Regions from separate parts of the Rattus norvegicus genome. Here regions 1 and 3 are each linked to region 2. The links are chromatin contacts, called in public Hi-C maps. All regions are on one chromosome and are shown on one strand. The core of a region is the stretch at or near the end of the contact, and the rest is flanking DNA. Distances in the headings are between cores, read along the strand shown.

The links. Hi-C and Micro-C count contacts between places; a contact is called where the count stands out from the background.
Region 1: a Hi-C map of Schwann cells shows a contact between it and region 2, with 8 times the contacts expected there. The contact joins the enhancer-like site here to the promoter of Dusp10 in region 2. A contact is called at or near these places in 3 of 12 Hi-C or Micro-C datasets (the A7r5 cell line, the Rat2 cell line and Schwann cells) and 1 of 1 datasets of contacts at active chromatin or transcription factors (oligodendrocytes).
Region 3: a contact with region 2 is called in a Hi-C map of Schwann cells, with 5 times the contacts expected there. The contact joins the enhancer-like site here to the promoter of Dusp10 in region 2. A contact is called at or near these places in 3 of 12 Hi-C or Micro-C datasets (Schwann cells, frontal cortex and mammary epithelial cells) and 1 of 1 datasets of contacts at active chromatin or transcription factors (oligodendrocytes).

The regions. Positions count from the first base shown.
Region 1 is chr13:97,965,462-97,968,462 of GRCr8, forward strand. No RefSeq gene overlaps it. Among named protein-coding and RNA genes, the nearest start is that of Dusp10, 180 kb to the right of the region's middle. Within about 2 kb of position 1,505, at least 9 of the 93 cell types and tissues checked have an H3K27ac peak or open chromatin away from gene starts, as enhancers often do. A contact at or near this core is called in the A7r5 cell line and Schwann cells, where this site is marked.
Region 2 is chr13:98,144,342-98,147,274 of GRCr8, forward strand. It overlaps Dusp10 (dual specificity phosphatase 10), which reads left to right and starts at 1,552. Exons shown (of 4, transcript NM_001105734.1): 1 at 1,552-1,666.
Region 3 is chr13:97,889,843-97,892,783 of GRCr8, forward strand. No RefSeq gene overlaps it. Among named protein-coding and RNA genes, the nearest start is that of Dusp10, 250 kb to the right of the region's middle. Within about 2 kb of position 1,354, at least 41 of the 93 cell types and tissues checked have an H3K27ac peak or open chromatin away from gene starts, as enhancers often do. A contact at or near this core is called in Schwann cells, where this site is marked.

The DNA.
Region 1 (3,001 bases), core at 255-2,754, 180 kb before region 2:
CATAGACAACTACATTTCGACAATAGCTGTTATGTTACAATTAAGCATGAAACTCTAAACCACTAGAAATGGGGTTCGGTAGAACAGCAGGGTGTATGATCCTAGCATGATTGTCATAGGCATGATCTGTTTATTTTTCACATATCATGAAGAGATTTTTAAAGCTCTTGAATCAATTATAAGATTAGCTTTCTAGGTAAAGGGCAATAATTTATACCTTAGAAAAAACATTCTTGGCATTGAGGAAGGTCATATTGTATGATGTTTGGAACTTTATATAGAAAGAGAAAAGTGAAACACTGTGTTTTGATTAAGATTTATTTTTTGTTTAATTAGTGGAGTTGTCCATTTTTTTTGTTGTTGCTGTAGAAGGTCTGACTTCTGAATCGGGAACAGACAAGACACAAGAGCTCTTCCTATGGGGTTGTATACTGTATAGTAAGGGTCTAAGGGTTACTTAGTGCAGTAACATGTACAGGGTATATCAAAGTGACATCAGATCCTAAAGATCCCCTGCTGGATGAACCATTCTAGAACAAATATACAAGGCCCTATTTGGACCTGTGACTCTTGGGCTAGTGATATTCCCAATAAGAGGTTTCTTACCTCCTCTTCTACCCTATCCCTGAGTGTGTGCTACATCTCATCGATTGAAGCATTAATCATATAAATTAGCCAGATATAAGTGTAAAACCCAACATTTGTCGGCAGAAGACATTTGGCCAATGTGGGAATCTCAACTTCAATATGGATCACTCCTCGGGGCAGAACAGTTGACCTCTCTACACCAACCCTACTTACTAGCTAATGGGTCCTACAGGAAGGCATCCCAAACCAAATATTAGATGGCTAGTCGGAGTGGAATGTTCCTCAGTTATAATCAGGAACAGTGTTTGCAGTTCGGGGTTATCCACATGACCCGTCTTATTATTACAGATCACAGAGAACCAACTGTATTCATAAGCATGTGAATATTACTCACACAGGCTAGACTGTATGAGCTAGAAAAACCAAAAAAAAAAAGAGTAAAATAAATGAAGCAAGAAGAGGGACACAAATGTGAGATTGTTGAACTGGAAGGAATCTTGGAGAGAAATCTATGGTTCCAAGTCCAACATTTCATGGCTTGTCTTCATAATGAAGAAAGGAAACAAAGAGTACTCAGCTTGTTAGGGGTGGAGAAGGGGCCAGGACATTTAACTCTTTTAGTTCTTCTAGCTCTTCGAAATCTGCACACTATCTGAGTTGTCATTCTGCCGTGAAAGGAAAGGAAGCTATTGGGTGGGAGCTAAAGAAGAGAAGTGAGTTCTTTTGTGGGGATGGAGATGAAGCCCATCACTGCTTTTTAATTTAAAGAAAGAAAATGCCTTTTGTTTTGCTTATTGTTAGCATTGGTGTGGCTGTGATTGACTGGGCATTCCAGTCTCACTTTCTCACATCCTCTTGGCCTCTGGGTTCCCCAAGGCTGTGTGTGACTAAGTGTACTTATCTATGACTTTAGTGAAGTCAATGCTCTGCCACTACCTTCTGGTCATCTTTCCAACTCTCCCAGGACTCTGCTGAGGGCCTCCTGGACTGAGGCCTCATCTTCTGCTGTGACTAAAATGGTTTTGAATATTGTGAGTTGGGAGTCAGACCAGAGAGTCCAAGAAGAGCAGTATCTGGTTCCTTATTTCCTCCTTTTCAGGAAAGCATGGTGTTTTAGAGTCAATCTCAATCAATCTCTCTCTCTCTCTCTCTCTCTCTCTCTCTCTCTCTCTCTCTCTCTCAGTAGAAGTAGTATTAGAGACCTGCGTGTGTTGAAAATCTCGTCTGTGTATTGAATATCTCTTGTAAGTTTTAGAAGTCTTCCATAAGTCTATCAAATTCCAAAATTCCATCAAATTTCCGTAAGTCTATCCACAAACACATCAGTGGACATTGAGTTTTGATGACCAGACTGTAGGAATTTGAAAACCTTTGGAGGCTTAATATTGCTTAAATCAATATCTATAGTGTGGCCCACAAGGATGTAGACACAACTAGTCAGTTCTTGATATCCTCTAGAGTTCTAAATGCATGCTCCATGGTTCATTCCTAAGTCAGCTTCAGCTACTGAGAGGCTACATGAAGAAGAGAGCATGGCTCAGACCTCCACCTCTTTTCTAGGATCATTTCCTCTGCCCCTCTGCCCATTGTCTGGAATCGAGGGAGTGAATCAACACCACCCCATTGTTTTCCAACCCGTCCTTCACAGTGTTGTCAAAGCATTAGCTTTAAATTCTTGGAATCCGCCGTATGCCATGGCTACTTGATGTCTGAAGCAGAGGGCCTGGAACAGTCACAGGGCTCTGTGCTACCCTCCTCGGACCTCATGGCATGCTGACTGCCTGCAGCCTTAAAATTCTGACCATTAAGACAGTCAGACCTCACAGTTGGTGCTCTTTAGCTCCCCCTACCTGTAAACCACACATTCTCCCATGGAGGGGCTTTACAGTTCAGGTCCATGTCCTGTCTGACAAGGATTTCCTGTGTCTTGAACCAAGAGGAATACTGTCTTCCCTACACTGTAAATGTAAAGCAATCCCTTACCCTTTTCCTGCCCAGGTCTCCTGACCTTTGAATTATAAAAAGCTGTGTCTACTCCATAGTAATTCATGTAAGCACTGTTAAAAGACAAACTTAAGCGCAGTAAGATTGGGTTAAGATGAAGATTTTTGCTATTGATTTTTGGTTTGGGTGCTGAGGACCAAATTCTGGGTTCTCCCCATGCAAAGCATCTGTTCTACCACTGAGTTTCAACCTAGCCTTAAACTTTTAATGGTTTAATTTAAGCATTCCATGATTCAAAGCAGCAAAGACCACAACCATTCAGAGACCCACCGGAGGATGAAAAGGGGAACTTGGTGGTATTTACAGAAAGCACATGCTGTGGCTACCCTTGGTTGTCAATTTGACTGCATCTGGAGTGAACTAAATACCCAAGGGTCATCACAGATTCTGATTGCCCTCGGTTAGAAAC
Region 2 (2,933 bases), core at 302-2,801:
ACCGAGATAGCCAGCTAAGTTGACGGTTGGACATCTTCTGATCACAGATCAACACATCAATGGTGAAAGAATGGCGTCTAAAGTCTGCTTTCAAACACCTCCCATCATTAAGAACGACTGAACCTTCCACAGAGCTGATAATGTTTTATTTCGCTTCAATTACTTCACATTTTGGTGGTCTTCTCTGAGCTAGAAGGGGGTAGGGTATAAAAAGCTCTATTGCTTTAGGATTCTTTGATGCAACTTCGTCACAGTTCATCTGGGCTTTTCCACTCCTTTGAATTCCAGAGTCACTCTTTTGCACCTTCCCTGATACTTTTCTGGCAAGGCGCTGGCAGGCTTGCCCAGCTTCCCACTTCTCTTCAGCGGACACATGCCACGACCATCTACTCCTCTGATGGACAAAGTTCGGGGAGCCGGGAGAGCTGGCGTGGGCCCTTCCATGCTCCTCAACCGCCGCTCATTCTGGCTGTACACCCCGAGCTCCGGCTCCTTCCCTCCAGCGCTTGCTGTTCCAGCCTGGCGCTCCTTGGCTCGCCGAGGGCCCTGCGCCACTGGGGGCCGGGGGCGGCCCAGCACCGGGGGACGGATGTATTGCGGGTTCCAAAACAACACGGCAGGGGAGGCGGCCGAGGAGGACACTGAGACTGGGGTGGGAGGAGGAGGTCGGTGCCGGGGCTGAGGGGTTTGAGGAGAGTTCGGAGGGCCCGGCCACGCCCAGCTCTGCGGGACGGCGCCCACGCTGCCGCTCAGCACGGGCCCCCACTGGCTGCCCGCACAGAGCCAGGCGTCCTCCTCCGTGTAGTTCTCTGGGGTGCAGCTTTCGGGTTCGGAGTCGGGCTCCTGAGAACAGACTGGGGACGGCGGAGGAGTGACAGGGGCACAGAAGTAGGGGAACAGAAGCACCGCGCGCAGCCGCCGCGCAGGAGAGCAGTAAGGTAGCCGGAGGGGCAGCGACATCTGCGGGCCGGGCCAAGCGGGGCTACGGGGAGGCCGGCCCTGTGCACGCTCACGTCCCGCGCGGCGCAGCTACAGCCATGGAGGGACCCTGTTTCGAGTCGTCTCTGGCCTCGGGAAAGTTGGACGGGCACTCTGCCTGGAATCAAAAGGTGGAAAGGAGACCCCGTGAGGCTGTGTCCGCACCAGGGGGCAGGGAAGGGTCAAAAGAACCAGTTTCAGCCAGAGCGACCAGAGCAAGCCATTGACACTTCAGTCCCGGGAAGGGTTAACCGCGTCCAGCTGCCTAGGTTTACATGTAAATAGAGAGCCGCTGCTCCAAGCGGGCCCGGGCTAGCACTTTTAAGTTTTTGATTGGTTGCCAATGACATCACCACCCGCGTTCTAACACACCAAACCCACAAGCGCGTCCGAGCCGGCCTCCATCCCAAGGCGAGGCCTCGCCCCTTTCTCCACCCTCCTTGGCCTCCTATTGGTCAGAGACCACTGTGATGTAGCGGGCGGCTGTCTCTGGGTCCTCACTGGCGCATTGTGCTGTCGCTCGGAGTCAGCCCCGCCTCCTCCAAAGCTTACATTTACGCTGTAGCAAAAGAGAAAGTAACTCTGTGTTGCTGCTGGGGATCAATGAAGCTGAGTGAATGGGGGCGCACTGCGCGAGCGCATAGCTGAAGCGGGCGCCAGATGGTAGAGGGCTACGCTTATTGATGAAGTAAGTGGAAGACATTACGGTCACTCAGAGCTGGAGGGCGGAAGGTTTTGTGTGTGTGTGTGTGTGTGTGTGTGTGTGTGTGTGTGTGTGTGTGTGTGTGAGAGAGAGAGAGAGAGAGAGAGAGAGAGAGAGAGAGAGAGGGGACTGAGACAGAGAGAGATAGACAGAAACAGAGACAGACCCACATCAGGCAAGGAAGATCCTAAGATTTAGGTTTTTGGGTCTGTTTGCCCTGGAATGAAGGGGGAAATGAGTTTTGGTTTGGTTAAGGTGCTTTATGGCAGTTTTCAAAGCCCAAGGCTTTGCTGATGCTCTGTGGTTGCATGGAAGAGAGATGCTACGTACCCCAGGAGTGGGGAATTTTTTCTTCAGTCCATGTTAGTGATGGAAGGGAGATTAGCAAGAAAGCGGGTAGGGGGGTAGTGCTATTTTTTTGTGGGAGGTTTCCCGGGCCAAACCGGATGGGTTTGGAGCTATCTGCTGCAAGGATGCAGATCTCCGTGCACTCTGCCTGTGTGCGAGCAGCACAGTGTAGAGGTACGGGTCCCAGCCTGTGTCTCTGGAAAGTCGTTCCTGGGTCCCCCTCCTAGGGAATGGGCTACTGATCCTGGATGTCCCTACCAGGTAGCACAATAGCAAAGACTTTGTCTGCATTTATGGTCCAGCCGAGACACAGTTACAGTTTCTGGAATAGTACTCGCTATGAAAAAAAAAAATACTACGCAAAGGAGGCAGGGAAAGAGGGAGGGAGGGATCCTTTGCTCCCAACCAAAGGTGGGTGAGAGAAACCGGAGTCAGTGGGGATATGCCTACACGGGTGGGTACGTGCTCCTGGGTGCGCGTGTGTGGATTTTCGCTGGTGACAATTTGGCTCGGTCTCAGAGAACAGTGCCGGTCATGAATAGACCGATGATTCTTGATGTTTTTCCAGACAGCTCTTAAAGTTCCTTTAGATGAGTGGCTTTTGCTTGGGGTTTGATTTCTCTATTAGACGAGTCAGAATTGCTATGTTATAGAGTGGCCTTCTGCCTGGGGGGAGGAGGTAAGTGACCCATTGCAGGCACCCTTGGAGGAGGCAGAGGTAACCCCTGTGGGCACTACTTCCTCGCTTCCCAATTAGCCTGTCTGTAGTAAAGGGACAAGTGAGGTGGCTCTCATCTTTGCTGTTTCCAAGAAGAATATCAGTACAGGACTGAGACATTTTTTACAAGTTCCCACTCCCATGGAGATGTAAAGTCTGCACTGCACTACCCAGGTGAAACTCAAG
Region 3 (2,941 bases), core at 104-2,603, 250 kb before region 2:
TGAAACTGTCCACTGGACAGCCCACTTTTCCAATGTTATGTCTTACAGTCAAGGTGCTATAAGTAATTGACTTTCCTCAGTTTGGATGAGATACTGAGATACACAACTTTTCTCCCCATGACAAGAACATAAGCACAGCCATTTTATTTCATGGCTTCCCAACTCTAGCCTCAGAATCCTTACATAGTTCTTTCCAGATCCTCCCCCTCCTCCCCCTCCTCCTCCTCCTCCTCCTCCTCCTCCTCCTCCTCCTCCTCCTCCATTTTCTCCTCCTCCACTTTCTTTTATCTTGAGATCAAGTACTAATATATTTTTGTAGAAAAAATTTAGTGCTTATCTTCATTACTCTGAGTTAGACCATTAGACATTTTGCGTGTATAACCCCTTTTTGTGCCTGAGAAATTTTTGCGTGACCTTGGGTAGAAGAATATTAAGTGTTTGCTTTCCGTAGTTAAACCATTATGTTCCTGTAATAGCAGAGCGTTTTGTAGGTAAAGTAAAACCACTGCCATTCCTAACGTGTGATGGTCTAGCATTGGAACCAGTGTGGTTTGGGAGAATTTGGTGGCATCTCTTGGCTTGACGGTCATCCTATGTGAAGGCGTGTGATACTCTCAATCAAGGCTGCAGGGAAATCACATAGCAAGTGAGCGAGCCCATTAGAAACAACTCAGACTCATTGATTTTGAATTACGGTTCTGGTTGTTATTCCTTCAAGAAACTTTAACGGTTGTCTTTCTTTCTTTCTTTCTTTCTTTCTTTCTTTCTTTCCTTCCTTCCTTCCTTCCTTCCTTCCTTCCTTCCTTCTCTCTCTCTCTCTCTCTCTCTCTTTCTTTCTTTCTTTCTTTCTTTCTTTCTTTCTTTCTTTCTTTCTTTCTTTCTTTCCTTCAATCTCCACATTCATCTAAGCAACCCGATACAGAGCTGCAATGCTGTGACCAGGCTGCCAACACTGAACCATAGATGGGACATCTAGGTCACCCTCACCCCGCAACCCCTTCAAGGTTCAGGGACATTGTGGAAGACAGGGTGGGAAGAATGTAAGAGCCAACTAGGGGAGGGAGGCGGGAAGTTCTGTCTTCTGGATATGACACAGCTATGGTGCATATGAGCTCACAGCATAGGTGATTACCTGCCCAGTGTCTGCACGAGACCAAGCCTACCGACATTCTGGTGGGGATGGGGGGTGGGGCTTATGAGACCCTATCCCCAGCTGTTGACTAGTTACAGTTGATGGCTGCTTGTGGGAGCAGCAGTCACTTTTCTATGGGAGTGTGGCCACTGGTAGGTGGTTCATGCCCCGCATCTGTAGACACATAGGCAGCACTAGCTGGACTCAGTGGGAGATGGGTGTGTTGGAGGAATGTGGGAGAGAAGTTGGCAGGGGGAGGGGCAAAGCAGCTAGTTATGATCAAAATACATTATAAACGTGTATGAAGTCTTCATAGAGTAGATTAAAAGTTGATTACGAATATTCTGGGGGATTAGATTAATTATATTTCCTTATTGTGCCAGTTGAGCAGAAACAACTCAACTTGCTTCCTCTCCCTGATATTTCTGCTCAAATCCCGTTTCTGAACAATGGAGCATTGTACGTTCTAAGACCTCTGCATCTTGCATCGTAAACAGGGCATTTTGTGCCAAGGGACGTGTTGCATAGTTTTGCTGTTTCCATGCAAACAAATGGTAAAACTTTTGGCTTTTGTGAAAGAGCTTATTGTCCAGTGCTCTGATGGAGGCCGCGTGACTCCTAATTTGCAGAGCTTGGTGTCTTCCTTGTGTGTCCTTACAGGGGAATAAGCAGCAGCTTCCCCTCATGGGAAGGAGTCCACTGATGGGAATGTGTGTCTGCACTGATTACAGCCCTGGATTTGGGTTCCCTTTGGACCTAATACGACCCTGGGCAGAGTGACATTGACTGAGCTATTTCCTAATTCCTGTGCCACAGAGCCCTGGTGCTGTGATGCTCGGCAGTGCTATTTCTCAGCACTTGGTCTCAGTGGGAAATCCAGCGACCCAGAGGTTTTTCTGGGCTGTGTCACTCTCCTCGATCATAGTATGTGGCTGGGTGCATGCAGCTCTGAGAGCTCCGCCGATGTGGAGAGGCAGTGCTGTTGTTTCAGGCCCAGTGAAAAGGGACAGGCTACCAAGAGGCCTCGTGTTCTAGTCCACCTGAAATGCCTAATGTTAAACTTTGTAGCCTTCAGAACTGAGAAAATACCCGGGTGCAGGCACAAGACAATCTGTGGTACTTTGTTACAGCCTCTCAGAGAGCTCAGGGAGGCTTTTATTTTTTTTTTGCCAGTTTTCATTTTTTGATATTTTTTTCATATGAAGAATAGTCATCATAGACCGGTTAGGCTAATATGCAATTATCTACGTTTATCACTGTTCTTTTATTGCTTGCGTATATGCTCATGTGTGTGCACAGATGTGTACACTTGCATACATGTGTGTTCATGTGTGTGTATATGTGTGTACATGTGTTGTGTGGGTATATATGTGTGAGTATGGGTATGTATGTGTGTGTGTGCATGTGTGTGTGTACATGTGTGTGCACAGATGTGTTTGTGTACATGCATGTGCGTTTGTGTGTGTATATGTGTGCGCACAGGTATATATGTGTGAGCATTGGTATATATGTGTGTGTGCGTGCGTATTTGATCATGTGTAGAGATGTGCTTGTATGTACATGTGGAGGCTAGATGCCACTGTCATTCCTCAGGTTATATTCATCTAGTTGTTTGAGACCAGGTCTCTCACTGGTTTATAATTAGCTGAATAAGCTAGGCTGGTAGCCAGTAAGTCCTAAGAATGTATTTGCCTCAGCCTTCCTAATGTTGAGATTACAAACACTTGCCACTCTGCTTGGTTGTATTATTATTATTATTATTATTATTATTATTATTATTATTAATACTATTAATTATGTTCTGGGGGA